Linked DNA regions of Mus musculus: region 1 is linked to region 2. A link is a contact called in public promoter capture Hi-C data. All regions are on one chromosome and are shown on one strand. Each heading gives the region's core, a stretch centred on a gene start, on an enhancer-like site or on the middle of the called end of the contact. The rest is flanking DNA. Distances are from core to core; before and after follow the strand shown.

The links. Promoter capture Hi-C pulls out the DNA fragments that hold promoters and counts their contacts.
Region 1: a contact with region 2 is called in a promoter capture Hi-C map of second pharyngeal arch cranial neural crest, with 2.4 times the contacts expected there. The contact joins two enhancer-like sites. A contact is called at or near these places in 5 of 39 promoter capture datasets (the 3T3-L1 cell line, the HPC-7 cell line, embryonic stem cells and 2 more).

Annotation. Positions count from the first base shown.
Region 1 is chr9:76,037,423-76,041,986 of GRCm38.p6, reverse strand. The region is part of intron 1 of Hmgcll1 (3-hydroxymethyl-3-methylglutaryl-Coenzyme A lyase-like 1); the gene reads right to left. Among named protein-coding and RNA genes, the nearest start is that of Hmgcll1, 25 kb to the right of the region's middle. Within about 2 kb of position 3,231, at least 16 of the 459 cell types and tissues checked have an H3K27ac peak or open chromatin away from gene starts, as enhancers often do. A contact at or near this core is called in second pharyngeal arch cranial neural crest, where this site is marked.
Region 2 is chr9:75,957,902-75,962,670 of GRCm38.p6, reverse strand. No RefSeq gene overlaps it. Among named protein-coding and RNA genes, the nearest start is that of Hmgcll1, 55 kb to the left of the region's middle. Within about 2 kb of position 1,535, at least 37 of the 459 cell types and tissues checked have an H3K27ac peak or open chromatin away from gene starts, as enhancers often do. A contact at or near this core is called in second pharyngeal arch cranial neural crest, where this site is marked.

The DNA.
Region 1 (4,564 bases), core at 1,982-4,481, 78 kb before region 2:
AAGAAACCCCTTTCTACTCCATGTTATCCTTAATCACTGTTGCCTAACTTTCCTAAGGAAACTCAAGCAGGTGTCTGTTTACTTTAAATACAGTATCAAATTACACAAAGGCGATGGTCCCAGCAAAGATCAAGCTGGCGAACCACTGGGTTTATTTAGGTAATCTACAACAGAACAAAGACTACCATGGACTCAGACTTACACCGGGCAACTTCATCACTGAAAGTCCACCACAGTGAAAGCAATGGCTCGCAGAAGCTGCATGCCTAGATTCTTCCTGCTAACTTTCAGGCATGCATCCCTACCTGGTGGAGAATCTCCCCTTGGGACATTGTTACCACTTACATAAGTAACAGGAAGGGTTGTTGTCAATTCCGGAAATGCTAAGAGCTTCCTCTGCCTTGTAACCACAGCAACTGAAAGAATGACGGGTCTGATTCGGCTGAGGAGCCATTGTGGAAGGTCTAGAGGCAGCATCACAGTTGGGAAAGAGAGGGATGAAGCCAGGGTCCCTCTTACCTTCTCCTTTTAATCCAGTCTGGCAGTGGAACCTCCATCACTACTAACCTAATCTAGGAAATTCACTATAGACATGCACAAAGGTTTTTGTCTACATCTCATCACAGTGACGGTATAAACTGTAAACTATCACACCTTGTCAGCCTCGCTCATTTCTCATCTGTCTTTAAATTTTATCTTTTTATTCTTTAATCCATTTTTACAGTCCAGACTAAGCCCCATACCTCCTCCCACCCCTACTCCCACCCCCATCCCCAAGAGGATATCCCCACTCCACCAAGCCTCCACACTCCCTGGGGCTTCAAGTCTCTCGAGGGTTAGATGCATCTTCTCTCACTGAAGCTAGACCAAGCAGTTCTCTGCTGTATATGTTTTGGGGGCCTTGGTCCAGCTTGTGTATGCAGCCTGGTTGGTGGCTCAGTGTCTGAGAGATCTTGTGGATCCAGGTCAGTTCACACTGCTGGTCTTCCTGTGGGGCTGCCCTCCTCCTCAGCTTCTTCCAGCTTTTCCCCCATTCAACCACAGGGGTCCCAGGCTTAAGAGCCTCCTTCCTGTCTCTGGGAGGAAATGTCTCAATGTGGAAAAAATATTGGCTTCTAGCACTCATCAACAATTAGAGTGTTTTATATGCATACCTTGTTAGTTGGTTGGTTGTTTCTTTCCCTAGAATGGAGCTCATATCGATATGCACACTTGTTTCAGGGCATATCCACCTCTTAGAACAGAGTCTGGCATGAAGAAGATCCTCAACAAACATTATAAAATAAATGTGTGTCCTACCCAGAATTCACAGATGTGCAATTGTTTAATACTTAGTTATATAGCACAGGATGTCACTTGGATTTTAAAATAAAAATTCATTACACACTGGAAGACAACTATTGCACATAATGGGTCCAAAGTAAAAACCTTAAAAAGCACTTTGGATGAGAGCTATGTGTGATATTGAAGCCTCAAAACAAGACCAGGCTGAAGATGTATTTTCCAAAGAACAGGAAGTCCTATATCTAAGTGGATATTCTTGTTTCCGTTGTGAAGGTTCTGCTAAGCAGAATGGAGTAGACATTACAGATGGTGATAACATACCAAAATGCTCAATACTAAACTTCTACAGTCTTACCACTCTGCAGAATCACTTGAAATCAGAGAGGGTAGATCAGAACATCCAACCTTTAGACGTTGCAATATGATGCTGTCATCTACAAATACGTCAGGCCACAGTCAGAGGCTCCCAGGACAGATGCTACAGGCTGGGCATGCCTTGAGGGATGGTTGACAAAATTGCAGTCGGCAGAATCAACTGTGGCATCTGTGCCACATTAATAAACTCGACTCTTTCGTTTATTCCTCTGGGACACCTTAGCACACAGGAGGGCTTTTTCTTTGCATAACTTCTAGATGACACTGGAATTGTAATAACTATAATATATGGCAACAAAGAACTCAAGAGAGGGGGAAGAAGCTGGGTGGACAGCAGCCACATTACAGTTCTCACATAAGAAGGTAGACTTAAACAAAATGAGGTGGGTGATAAGGAAGGATGCCAAGCTCCACGCCGTGGGAGAACAGTCAGCGCAGTGTTCTTGAGTTGACTGGGGAAAAATGAGCCCGGGTGCTAACTGTTCCAAGAAGAGCCAGAAGGCAAGGATTAAACAGAGGAGCGGTAGAAAGGATAACTTAAAATATCAGGACTGCAGGTTTTAAGAGGGCCCAGGAGAAAATTCTTATTCCTGGACAAATGCAAGCTATGGGGGAAGGAGGATAGGAGCGACTTTGGAGGTGGAATGAGGTGGCCTGAGGTTGCATTACCTCTAGCTATTAAGGACAGACAGTAAAGGAGTTGGGTCGAAACAGTGAGACTACAAATCAGGAAGTTATAGAATAACTTGGGAGCACAGACAGCTTCGGGGGCAAGACTCGACCCTAACAATACAGGTTTTAATCCTAAAAGTAAGTCTCCCAGTTCCTAGGCTCTACCCAGCAGATGTGGATCTTAGATACCGATTTCCTCTAGAAGTCTGACTATGTAAAATGCATACAAAGTAAGGATATTTATGAGAGGGAAATAGTCCCAAATGTAAGAAAAAGTAAGTTGTTAAATTTATTTAAAACTTACATCTCCATTAAACTCTTTTCCTACCTTCCCCAGAACAGTACTAAATATTTTCCTACAGGAAGCTGCCTCACACTTTATAAAGTTAGATTCGGTTGCCCTAATGATGCCAACATTTCGCTCTCTCCATTTTATTTATAAGGTTTCAAAATTGAAAACTCACTTATAGACACTAATTTATTCTAAATATCCTTATAAACGTGCCCCTCCCCCAATCTACCTTTAAATTATATTACTGCTTAACCCACTTCCCACTGATGAGTCTCTGAACCTGGGCACCTTTGTCTCGCTGCCCCTAATATTACGCCCTGGCCAACACAGCAAAACAACCATGCCTCAGGTTGCCTGGCAACATGTCTGTGTCTCCTGGCAGAACTTGTCAGCAACTCTGCTTTTCAGTGACTGTTCTACTGAGTCTCACTGACTGACTCCTCACCTGGCATGGCTTTCTAACAGCCGCCTTTCCTGGCCCTCCTCATTCTAATTAAAATTCGTGTTGCGTTTCCATAGCACCTTGTGTACTGCTGAGGGGGCTGCTACCGGCTTTATTATACATTGCTTTCCAGGTGGCCTATTTCATTTTAGACTCCCCATATCTTGAACCCCAGAGGTGTCTCTAATGTTGGGAATGTAAACAGGCTGATGAGGGGTGGTCCAGGGGCCACTGCATTTAAATCGCTCTTAAATCATAGCATGTGTATTTTTTTCATTCATTCCATGTAGATCTAAATCCAGCCCTGTTTAAATGCTCTCTCCACATAGTGGGAAGTAAGGGGCTACTTGATCAATTACGTTGACTGTACAGAGCACAGCTGGTGCCCATTGTAGAGACTGTGCCTAATTGCTTCCACAACTTTCTGTCCTAAGCAAGTTAGCAAGTGTACACAGAGACAAATGTTTTGCAGTTTGTGGTCAGTCTAAAGGATTCCCACCTCGGTGAGGATTTGGGAGGAACCTAGAAAAGCCAGACATGGTACAGACTCCTTAAAGAGAACATCTGTGGGGTATGAACAATAACTAAAGCATTAGGTTTAGGAGAGAGCAGAGCTAGCTGGAGGCAGTGGGGGGGATCTAATCTTGCACTTAGAGAAATGCCAAGAGGTTATATTACTTAGGGGTGTGTTGGGTTACCAACTATAGTTCCCTTTTCTATCAGAATTTATTGAACATGGGTTACATTTAAGCTGCAAGCTGAAAGGGCAGTGTCTAAGAGAGGTTACTGTGTATCCTGCCGCTTGAATATAACGCCCCATGCACACCTGGCTGTCCAAGGCAGACTATCAACCTTTACCCTTAACGCGTCTTCATTTTTTATTTGACTATCAATTACATTAAATTTAATAAAGGCTAAAGAAGACACAGTTAATCATACTATAGGGCGATTCTAGCCCTCCAAAAGCACAGAGATCCCACAGAGTCACAAGGTCAAGGTATCTACATACAATCCATGCATGTGATTATGAGCAAGAACAGTCCTAAAACTGCCCATTCAACAACCCTTCATCCCAGCACGTGGATGCCCTAGAGACAGAGACCCAGGTAACCTCTGTGTTTCCATATGTCTACATTTCCAGAGGAATGTTACACGCAGGGTAAACTGTAGGAGAACCTGAAACAAGAGACTTGTTTCTAGCTCTGCCTTCCTCCAGACTTGATTCTTTTGTCTTGTTAAATTTGGCTTTCTTTCCATCTCTCTAAGATCTGCCACTATCAAAGGCATCAAAGCTGCTATTCTTTCTAAATCCCACAAAAGCTTGTTCCAACCCCGTTACAATCCAAAAGAGCCATGCATGATCTTGGTTATGAAGATGGTATTTACCACAGGGTAGTTCAGAACCAATATGGGATGTGCAAGAAGTTCTAGATGCTTTACGACCAATGTAATTAACCTTAATTACATCTTAACAGTTTAGAACCCTTGAAGTTTTGACT
Region 2 (4,769 bases), core at 286-2,785:
TTAAATCTCCAATAAAAATGTCCCGCTCTATATTTTTGAATACCAATACGACAGAGGTAGACCTGTATCTCAATAATATATGAAAACACTGAATTTGTTTTCAAGCAACATTTTTGCTGATTGGTATTTTAGAAGCTGACAAATATCTGTTTAAAAAGAACTTGAGGGGTATGCTTAGCAATCATATTAAACAACGTGATTTTAATACAAAGTCCTGTAGCTAAAGACATGCTAACCAGAACACACTCAGTTTCTTCTAAGGCCATTCCTTTCTATTTTAAACATTAATATTTCAGTAGAATTATAGCTTATTGGGGAATATTAGGTTTGGGGGAGAGGTTGGAGAGATGTCTCAGAAATTAAGAGCACTGGCTGCTCTTGCAGAGAACTGAGTACAGTTCATTAGTGCTCACATGTGGCTCATCCCCTCTGTAACTATAGTTCTGAGCATCTGACACTTCTGTTCCTCATTGGCTCGTACACACATGTGCATACATGCATATATTCAGGCACACATGTGAACACACACACAAATTAAATTTTAAAATATTAAAAACAAGCATTTTAGTTTGGTCTACATAGTGAGTTAAGACTAGCCAGCACTAAGAACAAGACCCTGCCTCAGAGAGAAGTGGGGAAGGGAGAGGGAGAGCAAGAGACTTGGGAGGAGATTCAGAAGCTGGGCCAAGTGTCTTGACAAGTTCCTAAGCACACTGTCTACCATTTTCCTGATACTATAACTTTGCAGGGACTTCCCAGGTATAGCATGGCTTCCCTCTTCCAAGGCCAGTCCAAATCTTTACTTTCATTTTTCCTGGGACATCCCTTTGGGTTTGCAATTAGAATTCAAACAATACTGTAAAGTCATTTGCCTCAAATCTCAGCATTGATGAAAAAAATACTTTCATGTTAACTGAACTAGTTATAAGAGGAATATATTTAGATCATTGTTTAAAATCCTCACTGTAACCTATCCTAAAATTTCTTAAAGTAAAATAGGTAAGATGTGCTATTAAATTAAAACGTTTGTTTTTCTGAGCTCTGTTACATTTTATTAAAAGACATAATAAATATGTAATAATGTAATATAATATATCTACTATGAAGTTGGGTAGATTGGAAAATTATTAGTCAGACTATTAACACCTACAGTAAGGACCATATATTGCCTCAACAATAGCTACATAAAACCCAGCTCTTTTGCCTAAAGCATACACTTCCAAGAATGAAATAACAGAAACAGGCTGAGCAAGGCATCTCTGGCTCATAACTTCTCTTCTCACAGATTTCGCCCCCTAGGAATACACTTTCATAAACCATTTTGCTTTGTTTGTTTAGTCGGTTGATTTGGTTCTGAATCAAGCACGGATGCAAGCTCCATGCTAAAAACCAAAAAGAACCACCATAGCCTAACCATGTCATAGTCTTACAAAGAGAACCAAAACTATTAGCAGACCTGTGCATGCCAACAGGATCATGTTTCAGGAATTAAAAGCTTGGGATACTCAGGAATCGGTTAACCTCTGAATGGAAAACCACACTCGAAGTGTCAGAGATCAGTAACTGTTCTTTGGAAAATACCCAGGGTAACTGTCAGGGTTGGTACTGTTCCTGTGCCCTTGAGCAAAAGCAATTACATTCTCTTTTCTCACTTCTTAGCATAGGGAAACAGTATGTAGTAAATAGTATGTAGTATTACATACTACATACGGCATGTTGAAACCTTATAAAGATTATAGTTTCAACTTTTTTATTATGAAAGAACAAGCCATAAATTATCGTTTACAGCAGGACTCATTTGTTTTACTTTAGTGTTGTGTAACTAACAGAGCATAAAGGCCTCACTCGGATTTTTTTTTTTCCAAAGCAATATAATTCAAATCACCTTCTCTGACCTATCATCTTAAAGGTTTGGTTTCTACATAAAGGAAATGAATCATTGTGCATGCCTAGCAGGCAGTTCAGAAAGCAGTACTATTCAAACATTTCCAAAGTCTTGAAAACATTTTCTGGACCTTGCTCTAGACATGACAGGAGACTGTTGTGTCCCCGCAACCATTTCTTCTTTAAAGCATTTTATGTGGAAGCCAAGAAATACTCCCAATTTTTTTCCAGAATTTTTTTCAAAAGTTTGAACTTTTCTACATTATGTAAAAAAAAAAAAAAACAAAACAAAAACCAAGGTCATTAAAGTCAGGAGCTGAGTTCCCATTAACCTTTGCCCTAAATTCTTAACTCTGAAGAGCGTTGTGCAGTGTGTTTTAAGATAAACTTAAAGGAGATCTAGGAGACATATCCCAGATTCTAATCAACTGTTAAGACCCTGAAGAAGCAGAATGAAGGAATGCCTTAAATGTAAAGCTGTTCAATTTTCTAATCATTTACCAAGAGCGAGAGGATTGCTAATCACTAAAGATGCATTCATTGTAAACAGCTACTATTTATCTCACTCAAAATCACAAACAACTTTGAAAAGTTTGGAAGATGAAATAGATATATTTCATTGACCAGCTTTACAGTGTTAACAAAACTAAGTGTAACTGAAATTTACCAAATGTCTCTTCTGTAGCAGGCTTTGTGCCCTCCACTGAGTCCCTTCAGTAATTTCTCAGACTTGGAGCTCCCAGCCTTATCTGCATTTCAAAGATAAGGAGCCTCCAGGTCACTAAGCTGGGTAAGAGAGGCAAAGCTACTTAGTGGCTGGCTGCAAGGGAAGAAAGCATGTGTTTCCACTTCAGAGTAAGTGTTGTGAAGTACAAACTGCATGATCTGTAGAGCTGGCTTCCTTCCCCAAGGCTTGCATCTTTAACCACTACACACTAAGGCTAAAATGACCTGGGCGGAAAGAATCGAGTTTGTCCTTCCTTGGTGGGAAGAAAGAAAATGTGGCATTACGAATCTGAAGTCACATACTGAGGATGGTATGTTTGTAGTGTTTTCTCTAAATGTTTCCAAGCAATGCTACACAAAAGAACTTACATGCCACACCGTTATACTAATTCTGGGTATTATTAACAAATAAAGCAAGATAGTGTAAATTCAACAGACATATGTCATGCATGTTTTCTGGCTGACTAACTCCTTTTGAATGCCCTGTTATGCTAGAAGCATTCTCTTCATGGAGTATAATCCATAAAATGTATTTCTTCAGGCTTTATATCATAGTTTGTTTCATCTTGTGCAACGTACTGTAAGTTCAGCAGACCTGTGTCCTGTTTCCTGGCTGGCCAGCAGCCTTTGAATACTGTTATGCTAGAAACATTTTCTTCATGAAGTACAATCCATAAAATATGTTTCCACAGGCTTTCAACTTAGAAAACAAAACACCAGATATGTGATTGTCCTGTGCTCAAACTGCACTCACCTACGAAAAACTAATTTTCAAGACAATTGCTGTAGCAAATTAGCATTTGGGGTTAAAATGAATACTGCTTTGAGCTCTGACTTTGGAGGGAAATCCTTGCTGACAGCAGTGTCTCCTTTGCCAGTTAATGTCATTGACAGCTGTCCCATGATCAAGAAGTTTCTGTCACAGGATTAATGGCATCAGTCCTCATGTGGCCTCTAGTCCCAGCCTTCAACACCCACTAATTCAGCAAGTTACTTCAGAACATCTTTAAGGAGATTTGCCTCTTTTAAGCAAATCCAAAGTCAGCTTGGATTGTTTATTTTTTAAGAATTCCAAAACAGATTATGGTTTTAAATAAGATGGACACGAGAGAGACTGTCCCTGTCACCAAGCATGAACATAAGCTCTGCACAGACTGAACGGACAGTATAATGAATACTTAGAGAAGTACGCGGTAAAGACAAAGGGCAGACACCAAAATAAGGATCCAATGTGGCAAGTCAACACTGTTGTTGTTGCTGTTTCTAGTATTACTTAATCTAAACTTAGTACAGAATAAATACCAGAGCAACAGGGTGCTGATTACTTTTTGTCAACACAAATGGGAGTGACCTGTGAATAGGGAACCTCAATTGTGAAAATGTCACCACTTGGTTGGCCTGTGAGCCTGTCTATGGGATATTTGCTTGATTAATGCTTGATGTGAGAGGAATCCAGCCTACTGTGTGCTGCGCTGCCTCTGGAAGGAGGCTCTGGGTTATACAAGAAAGCAAGCTGAACAAAGCACTCCAGGGCAGCTGCTGGCCAGCCAGGAAACAGGACACAGGTCTGCTGAACTTACAGTACGCTGCACAAGAGGGATCTTTTTTTTTTTTTCCTCCATCAGTGAAATGGGCCAATTCAAGCCAGATATTACCTAAGGACCCAGCTCTACCACTCCTGGGCATATACCCAAAAGATTCTCCAACATATAACAAGGACACATGCTCCACTATATTCATAGCAGCCTTATTTATAATAGTCAGAAACTGGGAAGAACCCACATGTCCCCCAACAGAGGAATAGATACAGAAAATGTGGTACATTGACACAATGGAGTACTACTCTGCTATTAAAAGCAATGAATTCATGAAACTCTTATGCAAATGGATAAAACTAGAAAATATCACCTTCAGTGAGGTAACCCAATCATAAAAGAACCCACATGGTATGCACTCACTGTTAAGTGGATATTAGACTGAAAGCTCGAAATACCCAAGATACAATTCACAGACCACATGAAGCTCAAGAAGAAGGAAGACCAAAGTGTGGGTGCTTCGGTCCTTTTTAGAACAAAATACTCATAGGAGCAAATAGGGAGACAAAGTATTGAGCAGGGACTGAAGGAAAGGCCATCCAGAGACTGCCCCACCTGGGGATT